Linked DNA regions of Sus scrofa: region 2 is linked to region 1. A link is a contact called in public Hi-C data. All regions are on one chromosome and are shown on one strand. Each heading gives the region's core, a stretch centred on a gene start, on an enhancer-like site or on the middle of the called end of the contact. The rest is flanking DNA. Distances are from core to core; before and after follow the strand shown.

Region 1 (5,891 bases), core at 2,181-4,680:
TAGGAAGGGACCCAGCCGCTACCCTCTGAGCTGCTGGCATCTCAGAAAGGCTCCTGCAATGACGGAGAAGCTCTCGGTTGTCACCAAATCCTAAAATGGGAAGTTGGAACCAGACCGCCAGGTCCAGTCCCCACCTCCCAGCTGCGTGATCTTGGGCAAGTCCCTTCTCCTCTCTGGGCTTCAGCTTCCTCCTCTGAACCCTGCGCCCGCCCCACAGGGGAGGAGAGGAGGCAGACGTGCCTGCTGAGGCCCGGCTCAAGTGCAGTAAGGGCTGCGGTGGCCGCCGCTCTTGTTACCAGCATCAGCTCAGAAGTCACCCTGGTGGGTGGCTCTGCTTTTATAGGTGAGAATATTGAAGCCCAGGGAGAAAAATGACTGACCCAAGGTCTCCAGGACTTGCTATAAATGTAACCAAGTTGTGTGAGAGCTTCTCAAAGCCTGGTCCCCAGATCGGCCCATCTCCTGTGAGCTTGTTGGAAATGCAAGATCGGAACGGGCACTGAGCCCACAGCCCAGCCTTCAGGCCCACCCAGTCGCGGGAGAGAGCTCCGGGACCCCCAGCCCCGCGCCGCCCAGCTCCCGGCCCAGCCTTCAGGCCCACCCGGTCTCGGGAGAGAGCTCCGGGACCCCCAGCCCCGCGCCGCCCAGCTCCTGGCCCGCCCGCCACAGCCTTACCCCATCACGGGGTGCAGCACGATGGCGCGGGGCTCGTCCAGGTCCTCGGACACCAGGATCTTGCGGGAGGTGCCGTTGAGGCGCGTCACCTCGATGCGGTCGGTGCCCGTGTCCGTCCAGTAGAGGTTGCGGGCCACCCAGTCGACCGCGATGCCGTCCGGGTCGTTGATCTCGGTGTTGACCAGCGTCTGCGCCCCCGACCCGTCCAGGTACGCCCTGCGGATGGCCCGCACCTCGTCGTCCGTCCAGTACACGTAGCCCTCCAGCGGGTCGTAGTCGATGGCGATGGCGTGCCGGATGTCGTCCACCTGCAGCACGATGTCCGTGAAGTCCGGCGTGTCCAGCGAGATCCTCCGCAGGTCCGTCCTCCGGGCCAGCAGCAGCACCTCCTCGGCCCCTGCGGACACAGGAGCGGGGGCGTCAGAGCTGGGCCTGCGGGGGGCAGGGCGGGGCTCTGCCGGGTCCCCGGGGACGCCCCTGCGATGACAGGTCGTGTCAGGGAACGCTTGCTGTGATCTCCCTCCGCAGCCACTCGTTCATCCTGAAAGAGATCCCTGAGGCCAGCGCTATGTGTGTCCCCAACGTCCAGACGAGCAGACAGAAGCACAGAGAGGTTAAGCAGCCCTCTGAAAGCCACACAGCCACCAGCTCCAACCGCTGTGTAAGAAGCGCCTCGCGCTCAGAACTCCTTCTTCCCTGCAAGCCCCTCTCCTGGCCACAAACCGGCCGCGACTGCAGTCCCGACCCGGCACTGGGCTCCAGGCCCCACTCGCCCACCGTACTCCTCAGAGCCCCCACCGGACCTCACCTTCTACGTGCTCACCCTTCCTGGCTCAGCCCGAACGCTGCTTCTTCCCCGAGGCCCACCGTTGCCTCCCCACACCTACCCAGCAAGGCAGCTTCAGGCCCCAAGAGCACACACATCATCCCAGGTCCTGTCCTGCCCAGGTGGGCATCTCACTGACAGGTGAGCACCTTGGAGGCCGTTGCCCCATCTTCCTCTTTGTCACCCTGGTGGCCTTGCGTTTTGCTGTGTATTGGTTTGTTGTGACTACCAGCCCCCTTGTTTATGACTTAAGTGACGCTGTTTTGATCTGTTTACACTGGGAAGCCATGCCAGGGTGACACCACGGACCATCTGTTGCTGTGGGTAAGCGCTGAGAAGCCCAGCTGGGGACGGGCCTGGGCTCCGCTGGGGGCTGGTCGATGCGGATTACGGAATAGCAGCCAGGACGCGCTGGACGCTGGGGCTTGAAACACCCAGTCTGTGAGGAGGACTCACCCAGAGGGTGTTCGGGCTGGGCCAGGTGACTCTTTGCTGATCTAAACAGCTCTCCAAAGGTCTGGAGCTGCTCCTGCCGGGGCCAGGCCACTCCTGGTCGGCAGTGGCATGAAAGTGGGCAACAGTCTCAGGAGAGAGGGGCCTTGGCAAGGCTCCTCCTTGCAGGCGGTGGTACAAGGGCCCCCGGAGTGAGGACATTCACCTCCCCCACCAACTCTGGTGCCATCACCCACTAGCATGTGCGCCGGCAGCAAGGGGTGGAAGCTGGCGGCTGATACCCAGCTTCAACTGACTCCACAGAGAACAAACTCAGAGAAAGGTACACCTCAGCCTTTATAGCCTGGAACAATGATGTGACTGGTTTGAAACATGTTCTTTCTTTCTTGACTTATTAAGAGACTTTTTTTTTTTTTTCCAGGGCTGCACCTGCGGCATATGGAGGTTCCCAAGCAAGGGGTTAAATCGAAGCTGTAGCCGCCAGCCTACACCAGAGCCACAGCAACTCAGGATCCGAGCCGCGTCTGCGACCTACATCCACAGCTCACGGCAACGCTGGATCCTTAACCCACTGAGCGAGGCCAGGGATCAAACCCGAGTCCTCACGGGTCCTAGTCGAGTTCGTTAGTGCTGAACCACAGCGGGAACTCCTTTTTCTTTTCATTTTTTACAGTTTTGTTGAAGTAGAGTTAATTTACAAGGTCGTGATGACTTCTGCTGTGCAACAAAGTGACTCCGTGATACGTGTACACACAGCCATTCTCTTTCCGATTCTCTCCCCACACAGACTATCACAGCATGTCGGACAGAGTGGACTATTACTATTACAGATCATAATTCCCAGGATGGCCCCGTGTTAGGTAAATTTCTGGCAACAACACTCTCAGAGTCTGAGAAGGCCACGACTTGCCATGAATAAAAGCGCATCTGACTCTGTCCTGCACCCTCCCTGGGATTCATCACGACTTCGAGCAGAAGTAGCAGGTGTGGCCTCACGCAGGCTCAGGGACCCAGGGGCTGGGGGAGGGGGGCAGCCCTCACCTGGACACCTCCAGAGGTAGCTGGAGTCAGGATGGGCACCCACTGTCCCAGAGCTGGGTCCCCATGCACTAGTTCACTCTGGTCCTTTCTGGTCCCAAGGACCCACGGGGGCAAGATGAGGCGCAGAGACCACTTCCAGACTTTGAGGCCATGCGCCTGGTTGGATGACAGGCCCAGAACAGGGAAGAAGCTGCCTGAAGTCTCAGGGCAGTGAGGGAGGGGGAGGGTCCAGCACCTCCGTCATAATGAGGCCCCCAGGCCTGGGCTCTGCAGCCACCGGGTCCACACAGTCCGCAATCAACAGACTGGGCTTCCTGCCAGGAGGGTGGAGACCAGAGAACCCCGCGTTTTGCAGAGTGGTTCTGGGGTTCCCTGCCCTGCATGTCAAGGCCCAGAGTTCATAATCCGATTCCCCCGCTAGAGGGCGCATGCGGACAGCGGTAGCTTCCTGAGCCCCGGGCTGGGGACACCCAGGCAGGCAGTGGAGGACCCGGGCAGGTCCCTGACCCTCTCTGGGCCTTGGTTTCCTCATCTGTGGTGGAAGGTGTCCGAGTCTCCATCTAGCTCTGACTCGAGAGGACCATAAACCAAACTCTATGGAGGGTTCTGCCTTAATCTCCCGGGGTCGGGCGGGGGGCCGGAGGGAGCTCCCCAGGACATGGCCAGGAAGAGCCTTGTGCCCCAGGGTACTTGTCCCAACAGGCTGTTGGCTCCCAAGCTGAGGCTTGGGACAGCCTCGCCACGCACATGGAAGAGTGTATATGACAAATCGGACCTCAAATGGCACTTCTGCCCAGTGCCACAGAAAATATCGGCTCCCAACATGACCCGACCCTCGGCCCCAAAACACATGCTGAGCCTGTGGCTCCCACCCCTGCTCCCATGATCCTCTAGACACAGTCGCCCCAAATAGCGCAATCCTTACACCAACCTCTGAAATGTGATTATGCCCCACTTTACTGAGGAGAACCCGGGGCACACAAAGGTTGAGCTTCCCACCCAAGGGCACACAGCAGCCAGTGGGAAAATAAGGTCCGGTGAACATTTCAATCCCTGGAATCGGCACCAGCAAGAAGCCCAAGGTCAGACAGCTGGCTCAGTCACCCCAACTGTATCTTTTAGGCCCTGGACCTGGGGTGGGACAAACAGATGCGGGCATTGTCCCCAAGGGTACTCCTGGGGTCACAGGGCAGAGACCTTCAGCACGCGAGACCGTTAGTGCCTCCGTCTAGGAAGGGAAGCTGGGGTCACGGGTATCTGTGAAGGGGGCTGCCGGTTGAGACGGAGGGGTCTGGGATCCACGTGGCTGTGACCACGCAGCAGATTCCAGCAGAGTGTCCCCAGTGGGCAAAGAGCCACCAGGGCAAAGTGTGCCCGGCCCCAGCCCTCGGGTAACCAGGTTGATACAAAGCCTCAAGCACACCGCCCCCACCACCAGGGAAGCCCATTATCAGCATTGCTTAGAGTTAAGTCTCTGTGGCAGAGGCAGTCATCAAGTGCTGGGGTGAATCCGAAGGTGTTAATTGACTCTCAAGTGGGAGGGGCTTTCTCTGACACCCCTTGGGTCTCAGAACCTTTGAGGTTTCACTTGAGCTCTGTTGAAAAAGAATGCAGAGAATAGGACCCCCAGGAGAGCGGCATGCAGGCCTGTCTGCCTGAAGGTCTGGGCACGTCATGCCCAGCCCGGAGGCATGGGGTGTGCCACCCAGGGCCAGGCCAGCGGGGGGCAGCTGCACAGAGGGGACCGCCGGCCTGGGCACCCTTGCAGGCAGACGTACCATGGCAGATGCTCACAGGCGACGTCTGAGGTTGTTGGGAATGAGGTGTGAGCAGAAGCCTGGCCTTGGGACCCCTGGGGTGGGCGCAGGGCACTGGGCCAGCCACGGGAAGAGAGACCAACCCCAAGCCTGGGACCAGGCACAGCGTCTGGGGAGGAGTTTGTTAAACACCAGGAAGGTAAATTGTTTAGAAATGAAGCGTTTGGCCAAATGGTTTTCTCTGGGATTGTTTAAACCGACAGCCTGCCCCCCGGTGCTGCCAAAATAAGCGAAAGCTGCCCTCGCTGGCCGGCCGGGCGGCTCGGACCTGCCCCGCCCTGCCCCGCTCTGCACACACTCAGGAAAGAGGGACGCATGGCTATGCCCGGGGGCCAAGTTCAGGGCATGGGCGCAGCCTCCTGGCAGAGTGTCCTCCTCAAAACAGAAAAGCAGACCTGAGGGGTGGCCCAGGGCCACAGACACAACCCGTTCAGCATCGCCCTCCCTGTCAACCTCCATCCAGACCAAGCCACGGGGCACCGTCCCTGTGCCAGGCCCGCACTGACACCTGTGAGCAGACAGGCAGAAGAGCTGCCGAAACAGCCCCGCAAACCAGGTGGGTTGCCCGCAGTGTGGGGGCCAGACGCCCGAGATGAAGGTGCCGCTCTGAGGCTCTGGGGCGACGCCCCGCCTGGCCTCGGGCCAGCGCTCCCTGCCGCTCCTGGGCTTGCGGTCACCCCCTCCAATCGCCACCTCCGTCTCGCCGCGCCCTCCTCCCCGTGCATCGGCACCTGGGGGTCCCCTGCACGAGGTGCCCGTCACGGGGGTTAGGGCCCGTCCTGATCCAGCAGGACCACCCGCTTAGCTGGGTTACTTCTGCAAAGACCCAATTTCCAAATTAGGGTCCAGGGGGTGGGACTTCATGTCTTTTGAGGGGGACGCAATTCAAACCCCAACATGCGAGGAGCAGAGAGTGAGGGGACAGTTTCCATAGAAAGACAGGTTCCAGGGCGGGACCTCCAGACAGAAGGCACAGCAAGGGGCTGACCGACCACCGCCCCTCTCCCCGGGGTGAGGTGTGCGTGTCTGCTCTCAGCTTGGGGACCCCTGAGAGTCTGAGCTGTCACACAGGCTGCGAG
Region 2 (6,390 bases), core at 3,795-6,294, 61 kb after region 1:
GATGGAGGAAACTGAGGCCAAGAGCTAGCAAACCACTTTCTGGAGCTGAGGAAAAAGGAGCGAGCGACCTGCGGGCCAGCTCTTTGCGTCCTCGCCCGCCTGCACCTGCCTCTGCGTGTCAGCAGCGCCTGGACCCACATGGTCCCCGGGGCGCCCACAGAGCAGACGGGCCACTGCGTCCTGAGCAAACGTGTCCCGGGCCCGCAGAGGAAGAGCTACATGCAGCCCCTCGCTCCCACTGGAGCCCCAATTTGAGTGTGTTAAGGGACTGTCCCCCAGGCCTCATAAGCCACAAATGTCCCGCTCCTCCCAGGACTTCTGTGATCAAACATGGCACTGGGTCCACCCCGGGGCCCCTCCTCCCTGGAGGCAGCACTGCCCCTCAGCTCGTCCCCTGGCCCTTCGCCATCAGCTCTCCGGTCTCCAAGGCAAACCCGTCCACCTCCTGGGCCCGGCTTTAAACAGCCTCCACTGTCCAAACCCCACCGGACGAGCAGCCACCAGCCCGTGTGTCTGTGCCTGCAGAGAGCAGACCCCAAGCAAGGTCAGGCCCGAGAGGGAGCGGCCGAGCGCTGCTCCCCAAGGCTGGAGCTGCTACGGCCTGGATGCACCTCGAAAGCACTGCGCCAAACAAGACGCCAGACGCCAGCCAGGACAGGCAACACATCCTACGACTGATTCCCTGAACGGGAAGGGTCCAGACAGGCAATGCCGCAGACACAGAAAGCACACCGACGGCCGCCTGGGCTGGGACCAGGGGATGGACGGCAAGAGAACTGCTCAGTGAGTAGGGGCTTCATCCTGGGGGCACGGAAACCTTCTGTGTCGCGATAGGAGTGGCACCAGCCCCCCAGTGTGAATGTACTGAGAGCCACTGAACTGGATTCTTTAAAATGGTTAATTTTGGTGTTATGTGATTTTCACCTCAATTTAAAAAAAAAAAAAAAAGGGTCAATCCAGCACCTTTCCCCTAGGACAGACCTGAGTCCAGCTTGTGCTTCCTATCTCCTCCCCCAGCTCAAGTCTCCAGAAGCTTCCACGGCCTTCTGGATTACATCCAGACTCTGCATCACGATCTGGCCTCTTTTAGCAGAGACCACCCGGTCCTTGAGGACAGGGCACTGTGAGGGGGAGCCCCTGGGCCCGCCTCTCCCACAGCTGCACACTCAGCTTCTGTTTGCCCTCCCCTGACAGGGACACCCTGAAAGCAAAGGCCGGCCTCCTCTGCCATCCTATCCCACCCTATCCCATTCCTTCCCACCTATCCCACCCTATCCCAGCCTATCCCACCCTATCCCACCCTATCCCAGCCTATCCCACCCTATCCCAGCCTATCCCAGCCTATCCCACCCTATCCCAGCCTATCCCACCCTATCCCACCCTATCCCAGCCTATCCCACCCTATCCCAGCCTATCCCAGCCTATCCCACCCTATCCCAGCCTATCCCATCCTATTCCATTCCTTCCCACCTATCCCATTCTATCCCACCCTATCCCACTCTATCCCACCCCATCCCATCCCATCCCACCCCATCCCATCCCATCCCACCCCATCCCACCCCATCCCAGCCCATCCCACCCCATCCCAGCCTATCCCACCCTATCCCATTCCTTCCCACCTGTCCCATCCTATCCCACCCTATCCCACCCCATCCCATCCCATCCCACCCCATCCCAGCCTATCCCACCCTATCCCACCCTATCCCACTCTATCCCATCCTATCCCATCCTATCCCATTCCTTCCCACCTATCCCATCCTATCCCACCCTATCCCAGCCTAGCCCATCCTGTCCCACTCTATCCCATTCTTTCCCCATCTATCCTATTCAATCTCATCCTATCCCACTCTATCCCCAGTGCATCACACTGTACCAGACACTAAAAGTAGCAGCAACAATAACAAGAGATGATACAGCTGCCAGGGGTGTGTCAGCCCACTGAACTAGTGGGAGGAAGTGTTTTTATGCCCATTTTACAGAAGAGAAAACTGAGGCACACAAAGGTGGAATCAGCAGCCCAAGCTGCCCCTACAAGCGAGTCTGGGATCAGACATGGACACTCAGGCTCTGCCCACATGGCTAACTGCCACCAGGTCCTTCACCCAGTGTCAGACAAGAGGACTGGACGTCCAAGGTCCCAGGCAGGGGAAAACTCCAGACTGTGTAAACAGCTTCTAGACCTTCCAGGCCAGAAAGATCAAGGACCCCATTACACAACAGGTAGCACAACTCTGTCACCACCGACCTCTCATCTGGGCCAGGGACAGTGCTAAGAGGTTCACACACCACATTTAATGCCCCCAACCGTGAGTGTGTTGGGGGGGGGACAGGTGCAAATACAGAGAAGCTAAGAGAGTTGTCCAAGGTCAAACAGCTGCTGAGTGTGTAGACCCAAAGCCCCCGCCCTGAGCCCTGGCAAGCCCAAGCTGCAGGACGGGAAGCCAGGCTGAGTCCTCACCTAACACTCCACCCCTAACCGCCCCCCCCCCGGCGCCCCCACCCCCGGGTGCAAATTCTGCTAAATGCCTGAGTGGTGACACAGTGCAGCTGAAATTAAACGGGCTCCAAATACGACGGGATCTCCACAGCAGATGCTGGATCATGCGGGTGGACTGGGCAAATTCTTAGAACTGAACGGGAGGGTTAAAGGCACGTGGGCCCTGCTCGGAGAAGCAGAGGGGCCCTTAGGGGGACACTCAGTGGCCCCTCCACAGCATTTAGTTCACTCAGCACCCACCTGCTGGGCCTGCCCAGTGGGCAGGCAGTGAGCATCTGCAGTAACCCCCCTGGGGGTGGGGGCAGTGTGCGGTCTTGGAGCAAGAGCCCAGGGGGGGTCAAAGGGGAGAGGCCTGGCCAGTGGAGCTGGGGCAGGACATTCCCAGCACCGGGACCACTACAACAAAGGCATTTCCGTGGGCTCACCGTTTCAAATTGCAACAGGAAGCAATCAGGAAAAATAATTAGCTCACAACTTACCGGCTCCACTCGGGTCGGAGGCATAAATCTAACACAGAAATCAGGGACATGGCATATCAAGAACAGTCGAAACAGTTCTGCAGAAAGAGCCGGCCTCTGTGTTCCACTTTAGGACGAGACGACCACGTTACCGGCGCTCCAAAAACCTCACGGTGACACGCTTCCTAATGTTAAAATAATCAACTCTATTTTTGCCGCCTACACAGCTGAACTCCACAGACGTGATTCCTTCTCCTCGGGGTCCTCGGGGGCTGGAACCGCGGGACAGGCGTTCAAGCCCAGCGACATCACCCCCAAGGCCCCAGGACCTCCAAAAAACGGCAACCAAGCGAAAAGCGGCGCAGCTGCCGGCTGAGAAACCCCACCTTTAAGACAAACATCTTCCCCCCAAAAAAACCCTTTTGCCTCCGTGATCCAGGCATTTCCAGAAGGAGAAGCGGCAGCGGGGCCTGAAGTACCCAGATACTGTCACTGTTTTGTCGTCACCTTGTTTTGCTAGTATCGGAGGGGCCAAGAATGTAAACACTTCTGAGCCAGGCAAATTTGGGGGTGAGAGTGCCAAGAGTCTCCCAGCTCGGGCTGGGGGGCAGGAGGACTTAAGGCGACCATCCCTCTCGGCCCCCCCAAACTTCAGTGGTAGGGCTGCAGAGCGGGGAACGTGACCTCAGAGCCAGGCCAGGCCAGCTCCCTGCAGTGTCCCCCCTGGAAATATTCAGGGAGACAGCTGTTTGCTTTAAAGAGGCCCAAACAAAGGGCCCCGAGCCCCCCACCCTACCCCCAACGGCCACCAGCAGAACAGCAGCCTGGAGAGCGCAGGTCTCCCGTGTCCACTTGGCCGGCCACACTCCAGCAAAGCAAAACACTCACGTCGGAAGAGCATGATTTAGGTAGCAAGAGGCTTGCTTCAAAAACCACATGGCAATCTCCAAATTAAAAGAACATGTGTAGCTTTTCACAAGGCGCTTAGTTTCCTGAGTCCTCCTGACCTCAACTCCACCCCTTGGGACACACCAAAAGTTGGACAGAAAGGTCCTCAGTCCCCGATTTCCCAAAGGCTGTGTACAGCCGAGGCCCCACGCCGCGCGCTGGGACCACGTCACCCCGCGCGGCGGCCCCACGCAGCCGGCCCCCGACCGGGGTGGGCACCGGCTGCGTGTCCCTGGGGCCTCAGCGGCCAGACGGGTCGTCCGGACACCTGGCAGGTGTCAGTCCGCTGGGAAACCGACAGCAACGCAGCTGAAAGGGGCAGCGGCACAGGCCAGGCCGCCCCGCGCCGGACTCAGAACTTTCTCTGCAACTTCAATCAGTTCCCGGAGCTCGCAGGCCGGCCGCGCGGCCATCGGAAACAGGCTCGGGAAAGAGTTCCCGACGCAGCGCGGCGAGGCCTGCCTCTGGGCCGAAAGTCCCCGCTCCGTGCCCGCCCGCGGGCCGGGCTCCGCACGGTCCCCGCACGGCCTCGCCCGGCCCACTTCGGGCGGCCGCGCTTCCGAGCGCGCCCCGGGGCCCGGGCAGGTGAGGACCCGCCCGCGCCGCACCTGGCGGGGTCGGCGCCGCCCGCGCGCCGTCCTCGCCGGCCCGGGCCGCGGCACGGGGCCCGGCGTCCCCGGGAGGGGCCCGGGCGGGCGAGACAAAGGGCCCGCGCGCGGCCCCCGGGCGGCAGGCACAGCGGGAGGCGGCGGGGACCCGTGGCGCGCGCCCCAACTCGCCCCCAACTTGCAAAGTCGCTTCCGCGGCGGCGCCGCGCACTTGGCCGCGGGGCCGGCCAGCCGCCCGGGCGCCCGGGCCATTGTCCCTCCGGCCCGCGCCCACCTACCCGCGGCGGGGGCCAAGCTGCAGCAGAGCGCGAGCAGCAGCAGCAGCGGCGGCGGCGGCGGGGGCGGCCGGGGCGGCGCCGCCTCCATGTTGTCCGGAGCCGGACGGGCCCGCGCCGCGCTCACTCGGGCTCCATGGCGCGGCGGCCGCGGCTCCTCGCGCGGCTCCCGGCGCCTGCCGCCTCCCCCCTCGGGCGCCGCGGACCAGGACGACGGGGGAGGAGGGAGGAGGCGCGGGAGCGGAAGCCGCGCCGCGTCTCCGCCCCCCGCCGCCGCCGCCGCCCGCCCGCGCCCCCCGCGCCGGCCGCGCCCTCCCGCGGGCGCCCCCCGCAGCCCGCCCGCGGCCCGGCGGCCGCCGCGCGCCGGCCCCGCGGCGCTGCCCGCGCCCCCTGCCCCCGGAGGCGGGCGCCGGGGCTCCGCGGGGACGCGAGGTCGGGCGCCCGGTTCCACCCCGCGGGGCCCCGGGGCTGATGGAGCCCCGGAAGCAGGTGTGTCACCTGCAGAGCGGCGGGCGCGGACTTGACCGATGGGGAAACTGAGGCACGGGGGCGGGGCTGCGAAGGGGGCTGCCCCAGGGCACTTGGTGCGGCACTTTCGGGGTTGCAAGCCAGGGCCCCGAGCCAGGTCTGCGCGCTTTCCCGCGACCGCAGCTGCCCCAGCGGGGTCCGGGCGGAACGGGCCCCGTGACACCTGTTGTCACAGGGGAGAGCAGAGAAGGGCGACCGGGAGTCCGCGCTGGGCAGGGACAGCGGCACGGGCGGGCAGTAGGGAGGATTTGAGGTTTGCTGTTTAAACCAGCTGAAAACCCTCTGCATTCCTTGTACCTGAATGAAGCCTGAGCGGCAAATACGCCGTTCTTCCCATGTGCTTGCAGGCGGCCTCTAGGATCGCAGACCTTACCTGCGATTCATTCAACAAGCTGGCACTGAGCACACCCCTCCCCCACCCCACCTACCCCCACTTCACCCCCTCCTCCCTTCCCCCCCCACACCCCACGCTCTGTGCCCACCTGAGCTTCAGGGCCCAGGAAGGGCTGGGAAGGGGCAGCACACGCTCTGGAATCCACAGGCCCAAGGTCAGACTCGGGTCCTACCGCTTCCTAGAATCAGGTGTGCCTTGGGCAGGTCCAAATGTAACCTCTGCCGGGACACTTTCCTTCCTTATAAAATCGGGGGAGCGATGCTTACCTTGCAGGTGCCCGGAGAAATAACGGTAACTCCTGGGAAGAGCACAGTCCATGGGTGCATGCGTTCTTCATATAGGTGTGACACCTTGTAGGACAAAGCTAGTGGTCAGGCAGAATGTCTCTGTCCTATGGGGTTTAGATCCTAGGGAAGGAGACAAAAACAAGAAAATAGATACATTTAAAACCAAAACCAACACCCAACACACCATTAACATATTAAGGAGGGCCATGAAAAAGGAGGGGTGCTGTGCTGCAAGGTCTGGGGAATTCTGACTTAGGGAGGCGGGGACGGTTGGGGCAGGAGCAGGCAGAGGCGGATGGAGCAGCAGGAGAAGCCAGCCGGGGCCAGTGCATGTCAGACCTGGAGAAAGACTCCAGAGTTTATCCCAAGACAGTGGGACGCCTTTTAGGAGTTTA

Evidence for each region. Hi-C and Micro-C count contacts between places; a contact is called where the count stands out from the background.
Region 2: a contact with region 1 is called in a Hi-C map of liver, with 8 times the contacts expected there. The contact joins the promoter of LRP5 here to the enhancer-like site in region 1. A contact is called at or near these places in 1 of 5 promoter capture datasets (liver), 19 of 47 Hi-C or Micro-C datasets (alveolar macrophages, embryonic fibroblasts, fetal heart ventricle and 8 more) and 1 of 2 datasets of contacts at active chromatin or transcription factors (skeletal muscle).

What each region holds. Positions count from the first base shown.
Region 1 is chr2:4,589,096-4,594,986 of Sscrofa11.1, forward strand. LRP5 (low-density lipoprotein receptor-related protein 5) reads right to left here. Exons shown (of 23, transcript XM_021082719.1): 6 at 676-1,072. Among named protein-coding and RNA genes, the nearest start is that of LRP5, 62 kb to the right of the region's middle. Within about 2 kb of position 3,431, at least 6 of the 83 cell types and tissues checked have an H3K27ac peak or open chromatin away from gene starts, as enhancers often do. A contact at or near this core is called in liver, where this site is marked.
Region 2 is chr2:4,648,953-4,655,342 of Sscrofa11.1, forward strand. LRP5 (low-density lipoprotein receptor-related protein 5) reads right to left here and starts at 5,045. Exons shown (of 23, transcript XM_021082719.1): 1 at 4,790-5,045. The coding sequence starts at 4,877. It overlaps LOC100738812 (a long non-coding RNA gene), which reads left to right. Exons shown (of 2, transcript XR_002341418.1): 2 at 1-976.